Regions from separate parts of the Rattus norvegicus genome. Here region 2 is linked to region 1. The links are chromatin contacts, called in public Hi-C maps. All regions are on one chromosome and are shown on one strand. Each heading gives the region's core, a stretch centred on a gene start, on an enhancer-like site or on the middle of the called end of the contact. The rest is flanking DNA. Distances are from core to core; before and after follow the strand shown. Region 1 overlaps Maml3 (mastermind-like transcriptional coactivator 3). Region 2 has its middle 79 kb from the start of Foxo1.

What was found. Hi-C and Micro-C count contacts between places; a contact is called where the count stands out from the background.
Region 2: a contact with region 1 is called in a Hi-C map of the A7r5 cell line, with 5 times the contacts expected there. The contact joins two enhancer-like sites. A contact is called at or near these places in 4 of 12 Hi-C or Micro-C datasets (the A7r5 cell line, kidney, liver and 1 more).

Annotation. Positions count from the first base shown.
Region 1 is chr2:138,209,992-138,214,499 of GRCr8, forward strand. All of the region lies in intron 1 of Maml3 (mastermind-like transcriptional coactivator 3), which reads right to left. Among named protein-coding and RNA genes, the nearest start is that of Maml3, 76 kb to the right of the region's middle. Within about 2 kb of position 1,995, at least 12 of the 93 cell types and tissues checked have an H3K27ac peak or open chromatin away from gene starts, as enhancers often do. A contact at or near this core is called in the A7r5 cell line, where this site is marked.
Region 2 is chr2:138,381,364-138,385,871 of GRCr8, forward strand. No RefSeq gene overlaps it. Among named protein-coding and RNA genes, the nearest start is that of Foxo1, 79 kb to the right of the region's middle. Within about 2 kb of position 2,583, at least 26 of the 93 cell types and tissues checked have an H3K27ac peak or open chromatin away from gene starts, as enhancers often do. A contact at or near this core is called in the A7r5 cell line, where this site is marked.

The sequences.
Region 1 (4,508 bases), core at 745-3,244:
AACTGGTATTTAAGAAATAACACCCAAGTTTGGCCTCTGGCTTGCACACACACGAAATGTACTTACACACAAAATGAAAAAAGAGAATGAATGAAAGAATGAATGAATAAATGTCTATGGGCCTCTTGCAATTGATGCTCGAAACTTAACTGAAAGTGCCCTTTGCTCGGGGATGCCTGAGTCAGACACACACACACACACACCAAAACCTTCATAAGCAATATTACCTCCTCCCTGAGAAAGGACACCACCAGAACAGCCACTTTAAGATGAGTTACTAAGGGGGTGGATGCCCACCAAGGGTGACTTGTGTATGGTTTAGTTTATATGGCACTCAAACTTGCCTTCGACCTGCACCCACACGCAGGATCCACCACTCTGGAGTTATCAGCAGTGACATGCGTGGATCTCCTCCCTTCTGACAACCCAGTCTTGCTCTAGTGTTGTTTCAGCCTGATCTGGGGTGCTTTTGACAACTACTACATGCTTCCCACAGACAAGCACATTCCACTTGCCCAAGTCCCCTCTGCTGGAGTCATCTCGGTCTATTGGGCCCTTGTCACCATCAGGAGGTACCTCAAACAACTGTCTTGCAATGGTTGTTGAGTAGGGCACACAGGTACCTAGGCCCCACCCTCCTTCCTGTCACTCCACCTATGCAAACAGCAAGCCTGCCCAGATTCATTCCATCCACTTGACTTCACTGATCCATTCCTGGAGATACATCTGCAGCTCTCAGAGGCCCTGCAGGGGCCAGCATTTCCTCAGCTCCTAATTCTACAACTTGACCTAGAGATGGGTCCTCATATCTGATCATCCAGCTAGTCCTGTTAATTCACATGCTAAAAGTGGAGGTCAGCAGGGCTCAGGGATCTATGCTAAGTAAAAGATCAGCCCAGGTGGGGAGGGAGGGAAAAAGAGAAGTGGACATGAGCTCCCATCCCCAACCAAGACACTATCTCCTATTGAGGGCCACACAAAGGAAAAATATTAGTGTTCCTTCACAAATGGACTCTCATTGGGTATACAGAACAGACTTGGGGAGGCTCCATCCACGTTCAGCAGTCGATGCCAACAGGAAATGACTCAATGGTATTTTGAGTGATTTTTTTTTTTTTTTTGGTCTCATGTTGCTTTGTTCGGACATTTTTTGTAACCTTACTGGTCTTTTGCTTTTGAGTTTGTATGGGGTGTGTGTGTGTGTGCGTGTGTGTGTGTGTGTGTGTGTGTGTGTGTGTGTGTGTGTGCATTCATGTACATGCAGGTGTGTGTGAATGCGTTTCTCATGCTGTGTGTTTTGTTTTGATTTCTAATTTGCCAGTTTGTTTTCTAAAGACAGAGAGAAAGAAGTTATGGAATTGGAAGGGGGGGAGGTACGGAGAATCCAGTAGGAGAAGGAGGAGGGGAAACAATGGTGAACGGAATATTACATGAAAAATATTCATTTTCAATTAATGCTTAAAAAAAAAAAAGCAGAGGACCAAGACGTCTACTTCCTTTTAATGTCAAGAGATCCAAAGTGGTATATGAGAATAAACACCAGCTTGCATATTAACCTAGGAGAAAACAAACAAGCAAGCATTCATTTCTCTAGATCCAAACCCTCACAGGACCCATACTTTCAAAAGCAACAACAACCTAATCCAAATCTCTCATGAAATGCATTGAGAGACTTGCTCTTTCCAGATTCGAGAAAGAGATAATCTTTACATTTCTAATTTTATGGGGCCACGATGAAAAAGAAGCAACTCGTGCGTCTGCTTTCTGTTCTCAGTGACCAGCTGGACAGATGGTCAAGAATATCATTAGTTAAGAAAGCTCCCATTCATTAACAGAGAGTCCTTGGCCAGGCTGGGGTGGGGTGCAAGAATGTTCCAGAATGTGTTATTTGAAGAATGTGTTCGTGTCTAAGACATGAGTCCATGTGGTGGATGTGGGGGAGGAAGAACAGATAGCCTGTTGTGATCAAACAGCAGCCATGAGTTCCTCAACACTGGCACGTCCACCAGACACTTCCGGCTCCTGTTCCACCCACTCGGTCGGAAAAAAAAAACCAGGGGGAGGTCCCAGGAGCTGTCGTGATTCCTCCATTCGAGACACGATTCCTCCCAAAGAGAGCTCTCTCCCAGGAGGTCGAAGAGAAACTGCCATCTTTTTGGCTTCTCATCTTAGCTCATACAGAATAAGAAAAAAGAAACAGAGGGTCTGATGTATTTGTCCCCATAACTACGATTTCAGGGTGAGCTTTCTGTAAATGTAATTCACCACCCCATTTGGCCAACAGACAGTATATGAAGGGATGGCCAGTACTAAGTAAATCCATGAGAGGACCCAAATCTGTCCAACTGTCCTGCTTCCTGTACCAGATCATACCCACATTTCCAGCCCAACTCCTCATTCACAGCCACCAGAGGGACTCTGATGGATGGATGAGTTCCCTGGCTCTATTCATCTTTCTTCACCCTCACCTCCCCACACCCTGCAACTGAGCACCTACTGGGTACTCGATGTTCTGTCAGACATCCACAGGGTTACAGGGAAGTGAGGACCTGCAAATGCTTGGCTAGTGGTTTTACAGAGGGGTTTGTGAGTGGAGATCAATCAACATCCACAGCTTCTACACAAATCAGTCTTCAAAAGGGCCCATGCATTGACTTCACTATCAGCCCTCGGACCCGGAGAGTTTTGTGGAAGAGATCAGAGATGCCGTAAGGATGAATGAGAAGGCAGAATCAATCAAGAGGCAGATGGGGAGCATGGAGCAGGAAGTCAGAGAAAGGAGGGGTTCAGACCGTGAAGGATATGGGAAGCACAGCCCCACTCATCCATCCCCTGGTGGTACCCTCCGCTGTCTTCCTTCTCTCTGCCAGCAGCGGCTGGGTCTCAGAAGAAACCTAAGGCAGGATCTCCAGCTGCTGCTACAACACACCCTAAACAAGTCCCAACTTTACAAGAACTTGCAGCAGCCCGCGTGCTGGCTTACCTTCTCTAGACTTCACACTTATATCTTCCTGCAGCAGGCTTTACTGCCCTCTGCAGCTTGGCAAGGTGAAGCCACTGGCCCAAGGTCACATTGCTGACAAGTGACAGGACAGGAACATGATTTAGATCATATCCCTTTCAGTATCAGACTCCTGGATACATTACGGTATCCAGGACTCCTTTCTGTACCCTGACCAAGCCTCACTTGAGACTGTCCTAAATTAACTGTCCCCGGTTATCCAGATATGGGAACTGATCCCAGGTCACTGGGAAAGTAGACAAGCCAGGACCGGAAAGTTCAGTGCTCTTATGGCTACTGGTAAAGACACCCCTGCCTCAGTCTCCAGTGTGGAGGGCAACCTCCACTATGATGATGCTTTAAAGAGCAAACTGGGAGACTCGATCATAGATAAATGGCCTTCAGGAAGGAGGGGACATAGGACATAAGCAATTGTTACATGCACTCACAGTTGGTCTCCTCTTCTTAGGAAGTTGGACAGTTAATCTTCCTCCTCAACTACATTTCCTCCTACTCCTGAAAATGAGTCATTTCGACCATGAATGAGGAAGCAGCTGATGTTTCCCAATGACTCCATACTGGAGCAAATTCTGTATTAGTCCCCATGGCCCGCATACAGGTACTCATGGCTCCAGACAGGGTGGAGCAATATATTGATTTTTCTTAATTGTTATGAAAATGTCTTAGGCTAACCTGGAAAACATTCAGAATCACAAAGGTATAAATCACTCTAAAATAAGTATTTTACAAAATGCAAGACAGATGTTTGGACTTGCTTGCAGTGCATTAAAGAAAATAACACAATACTCCCTTGAACAAAGAATACCGCAGTGTATATGGTAGCTAATTGTGAAGGGAGAAAAGAGTGTTTAGTCACTTACAGTTTTGAAGTGAAGGTTAATTTGCGGAAAATGAGAAGTTAAGATGTGTGTAATGAACCCAACCATACACAGTATCAGACATGGGGGGCAGGCTACTCAAGGAATTAGAACAGGAGGCCGAGGCATGACAGGAGAGGCTGAAGTATATCACATTCAGGCTCTTTCTGCCATTCAGTCATGATGGGCAGGTGAGCCTACCTTGATCAGGATGTGTGTCCACAGAACGCTACTCAAACTATGGTCACTGAACTCATGTCCCTAAAACACAGTGTTTCACAGAGGTTTTGGGGTCCAGCCTCCATTACATAATGAGATATTATATACATATATACACACACATATAGACATGCACACACACATATATACATTATACACACACATATGTGTGTGTGTGAGTGTGTGTGTGTGTGTGTATATATATATATATCCCCATTAGGTTAGTGAACACCCACTGTGGAGTTACACAAGAAAGTGTTCCAGTTTCTGATTGTTTGTATAATGCACAACACAGAAGTCTATTTAGTTAGCAGAGGTTACCCGCCATAGCTATTTTAGCACAAAACACCAATTTTGCTCAAACCAACATGTAACTTTATGTCTTTTAGTGCTCCCATATGAGGCAACCC
Region 2 (4,508 bases), core at 1,333-3,832, 170 kb after region 1:
GCCAGCGACAAGGAAGAGATGAGGTCCGCAGTGACCAGGGTGGGGGTGGGGGGACGCGCGGATGTGGAGGACAGGTGTCTACTTGGGAGCCTCCCTGCTGCTCAGCGGCAGGTCTCCAAGCCCTGTGGGAGGCCGGGGTCAGAGGTGTCTGGGACTCCCACACTCGGGTCGCGGTTCTCCTATGGCGGGAGCCGGGGATGCAGCAGCTCCGCCCGGGGACAGAAACCAGAGGGAGGGCACCCTGCCCCAGGCCCCAGAGGCTTTGTGTGTTTGGAGCTAGAGCCCGCACTTCCCTTCCCCTCCTCCTTCCCGCTCTCTTTCTCCCGGACCTAAGTCCCAGTGGTGGTTCCAGCAATTAGCACGCGAGGAGGGGGGCGGCAGGGGGCGGGGGTGGCGGCGGCTGCGGGAGGCGAACCCCCCCCCCATCCTTGCCACCGGCCGCGCTTCCGCCAGCGCTGCCTTCGTGCGCCACCTACAGGACATCCAGGAGCACTGCCGCGTCTGCCTGAGCTGTTCCTAGGCAGATCTTGATCTTCCGTGGACAATAGACAATGGGATTTTTTTTTTCCTGAACAATGATTTATTTTAGGGGGTGGGGACAAGGAGGAAGGAGGGAGGAAGGGAAGGAGCACTGTGTTTGTCATCGCTTTAGAAAAGGGAAAAAAAATCTCTGTTCTGTCATTGTTTCTGCATATCCATTATATGGAGGACAAAAGAATCAGGTCCTGGAACAACAAAGCCAAAGGAAATGTTTTCCGTGGCTGACATTTAATTGTGAGCACAAGGTGCTGCATTATCATGGGAAGAGACTGCAGAATGAAGTAGGGGCATAGGCTGGCTTCAAAAGCCTGGGTTCTTTGCTTTAACGTGTCCCATTTTGTATGGCCTCAGAGAGCCCCACTCGGATGGCACGTTACACACAATTCCACAATTCTATAGTTTTTCAACCCTCCACAGGGATTCCTTGTGGATCATTTCACAGCTCCTCCAGAGTCTGCTCTTTTGCAGCTAGCAGGGACAGTCAGCTTTTCTTCACAGCCTTCATAAGAATCCTTAATAAAAGAATCTACACACACACACACACACACACACACACACACACACACACACACACCCGCTGCCCCACTAGAGTTGTTGGAGACGACTCTGAGAACTTAGCTCCAGTCTGTCATTTTAGAGATGAGAGAGGTGAAGTGCTTATCCAAAGTCACGCAAGTAATTAGAGATAAAAGGCAGGACCAGGTCTGCTTAAGGTAGGACCAATCTGCTTTGCTCACCCCTGCCTTTTGCTGTTTTGATGCCCAGCAACCCCTGACCTGACCAGCTCACAGTCATGGTCTCCTCCTTTCTGGCAGCCATTGAGCTTCCTTGCAGGAAGATGGGCGATAAGGGAAGGGTTGGGACCAAAGGGCTTCCTAGCTCGCTGGCAGTCCCCTCCATTTATTTCTCCTTTACACAATGAAGGGGGCAGCATTGTTTGGTTCTTCATTTTTTTTTGTTATGATAATATGTAAAACTGGCTATAGCAATCCATAACTCCCCAGAAACTATTTCTCTTGTGATAGAGGATTTGAACTCCTGTGATTAAGAACAAGGAATGGCTTCCGTGCTTGGGATTCTGTTTGGTGGTCTTCTGATAAAAGGGGATAAGTGGCTCCCCCAAAAGCTTCAGTAATGCAAATTTCTTTACAAGACCCTGTAGTAGTAGTAGTAGTAGTAGTAGTAGTAGTAATAATAAAAATCTTAGGGGAGATGCACACAGTTGGTCATGTGCTAAGAAACAGAGACATTTTTCTTGTACCACCTTGCAAGAACATCCCACAACAGCTACCGTTGCCTTCAAAGTCTTCCTGTGTCACACTGAGCACAGAAGAGTTTCAGTCGTAAATGAGCAACTCAGTACACGTCTCTGCACATCCAAAATAAGCCAGCCTCGAAAGCAGCCGGTGTGCTTTATAGATTGTTCAGCCTGTTTAACGCAAACAGACCCACCTCGCAGTCCGCAGACAACTAGTCAACAAGCAGGAAAAATTTCCAAACAAAAGACCAGAACATTCCCGAACTCTTTTTAAACTGTCTTCCAAGAGCCGGGGAAGAAAACACCAGGTTGGCAGGCAGTGCCTGAACCTTTCAGTTGGGCTTTCGAACTTTAAGAACATTGGTTTATGCAGGGACCATGTGACAGGGTAACAGGGAGCCTAGATCTCTAAATCTTGTTTTCCTTTGTGTCATCCTCCGTCCACCCCCTCCCAGCTGGTGATTCACCCTGTCTCTGCAGAGACATCCACAGTTCGGTGATGGTCTATGTGGCAACTTCATGCTGTGCCTTAAGGATTCTGTGCAAATCGAGTGTGATCAACTGAGGTAACAGAGGTTGAAAGATCTGTGAGTTGTTCCTTAGATGTGGGACACTATTCCATAGGCTCGAGAGTCTGAAACATGAATATTATTCACTGAAACACTGCCCTAAGAATTAGAAAAAGAAATTGGGCCCTTTTTTTTTCAGGTAGGCGCATAAGGTTCCGCATGGGGGATGGGGCAGATGTCAGTCACAGAGCCTCCAAGCCTCATCCTAGAGAGTGCTTCCCTCTCATGTTGCAGTCTGGTAAATGCTAGAATCTTGGTGACTCACTGCTTCCCCATGTCCTTATTTGGTAGCATGCAAATGAAAAAAAAAAAGATCGTTTCAGATTTAGATTTCCTCAAATCGTGGTGTGAGCAGCTATTTTTACTTTTGCTTCAATCACCATTCTCAGTAGTAGAAAGTGTATTTAGAGTTGTAAAAACTGCTTTTTTTTTTCATTTGCAGGCTAAATTTAAATATGGAATTCAGCAACCAAAGAACTCTCTTGGTCAGATCCAGCAGTCATGATCAGGAAGTCCAGTTCTTCTGGCATATGGCTGTCTTCTTCATGCAGTTCTGATTTCCTACGACTTTTACAAGTCCGTGTTTGTAGTAGGTCTCCACAGCACCTCCACTTGGCGTGCCTTACCTTGCCCACAGATGTACTAGACTCAATTCCCTTCACATCTGTATGGACTAGCTGCAGTTCCAGGGACATGACACTCATTTTGCTGAGAGTGAAGCCTAACCAAAGCAGCTGCTCTCGACATCATATCTTGCATGGATACATCCTTGTCTGATGCCAGAAAAGGATGGTACCCATCCAGAACCAACATGCATCCTTCCACATAGGTCAGAGCTGGGCTTTTCCTACTTTCCAAGGGCAGCTATGTGGCAGGAGTTCTGGACCTGTTTCTTGACTGGCACCTGCACAGTGGGCTGACTGGGCACCCTGGGTGGGGAAACCTTTCTGTGAATTGGCTTTCAGAAGCACGTGTGGATGACAACCCTTCAGGGACAGCCAGTCCAGATTGTATTTTCAGTCCCATCTTAGTCCCATTTTGTCTCTTCCTGTTTGATAAAGCCGCCTGTGGCTCCTAGGGTCCAGGCTGGAGGTGCTAACTTCCTGTCTGTGAGACTCTGTGCGGACCGGCTGATGAGCCCTAGCTGGTTCCCCTTAGACCATCTTGGCTGCTCTCTCAGATTCCGGGCTTTGTAGTGGAGCAGATGACTCAGCCATGACCATGATGTCAGACGCTACTGAAAGGTGGAAGGGAGGTCTGCTTCTAACCCCGCCCTGAGAACGATCACCAGAGTCAGGCAATCAAGTGGATGGGGCAGCTGCGGCACCTTAGGCAACTAGGTGTGTCCTCTGCCTAAAATCCTCCACCCTGTGAGCATTCCACACTGGGGCTTGCTCCGTGCTATCTAAGGATCTGGGCATGTCGCTACTCGCTCCTCCTCCATCACTTCCCAGCTGAACTCAACTGTGGGCTTCTGCCCCTATCAACTCTCGCAAAGTGGGGACCACCCAGTGGGAATACAAGACAATAGTGTCACCTTCCACACATCTATGACGTTTTCCTCCTCAATATCTACAAGTAGCAGAGTATGGCAGGTAGGAAATTAGCGCCTCCAGCCTAGACCCCAGGAGCCACAGGTGGCTTTATCAAACGGGCAGTGTTCTAATGGCCACTGAGGGAAGACAGTTTATCTTTCTGTCTTACATCTCGAAGGCCTCTTTGCTCCTCTTTTCATCACCTGCATAAATTGTGCTTAGCCCAGTACCAAGGTTAAGTTAGGGAGATTTCTGTCAATACGGATGCTCTTGCTGGGATGGCGACAGTGGCCACGTCTGAAGCTTAGCCGATTTATCTTCGATTTGTTTGCACCACGGTCCCTCTGGAAGGCCAGGAAAGGATTTTCACTTAGCTGCACATAGGCTTTATTTGAGAGCAAATGTTTATGGGAGAAGCTGTAAGCTTAGGGGAGAATCAGCTCATTGGGGTACTTCTCCCTCCTCTGCATTTCTTTTTTTGGGTTTCAAGAGGAGGAGAGTGATCTGAGAATTCTCTGAATAGTACGGAGCCTGAGCTGTGTGAATACCGACCAGTTATTTAACCTCTCTGCTCCAGTGTCCTTCCCATAAGTCCATTGTGAGAAT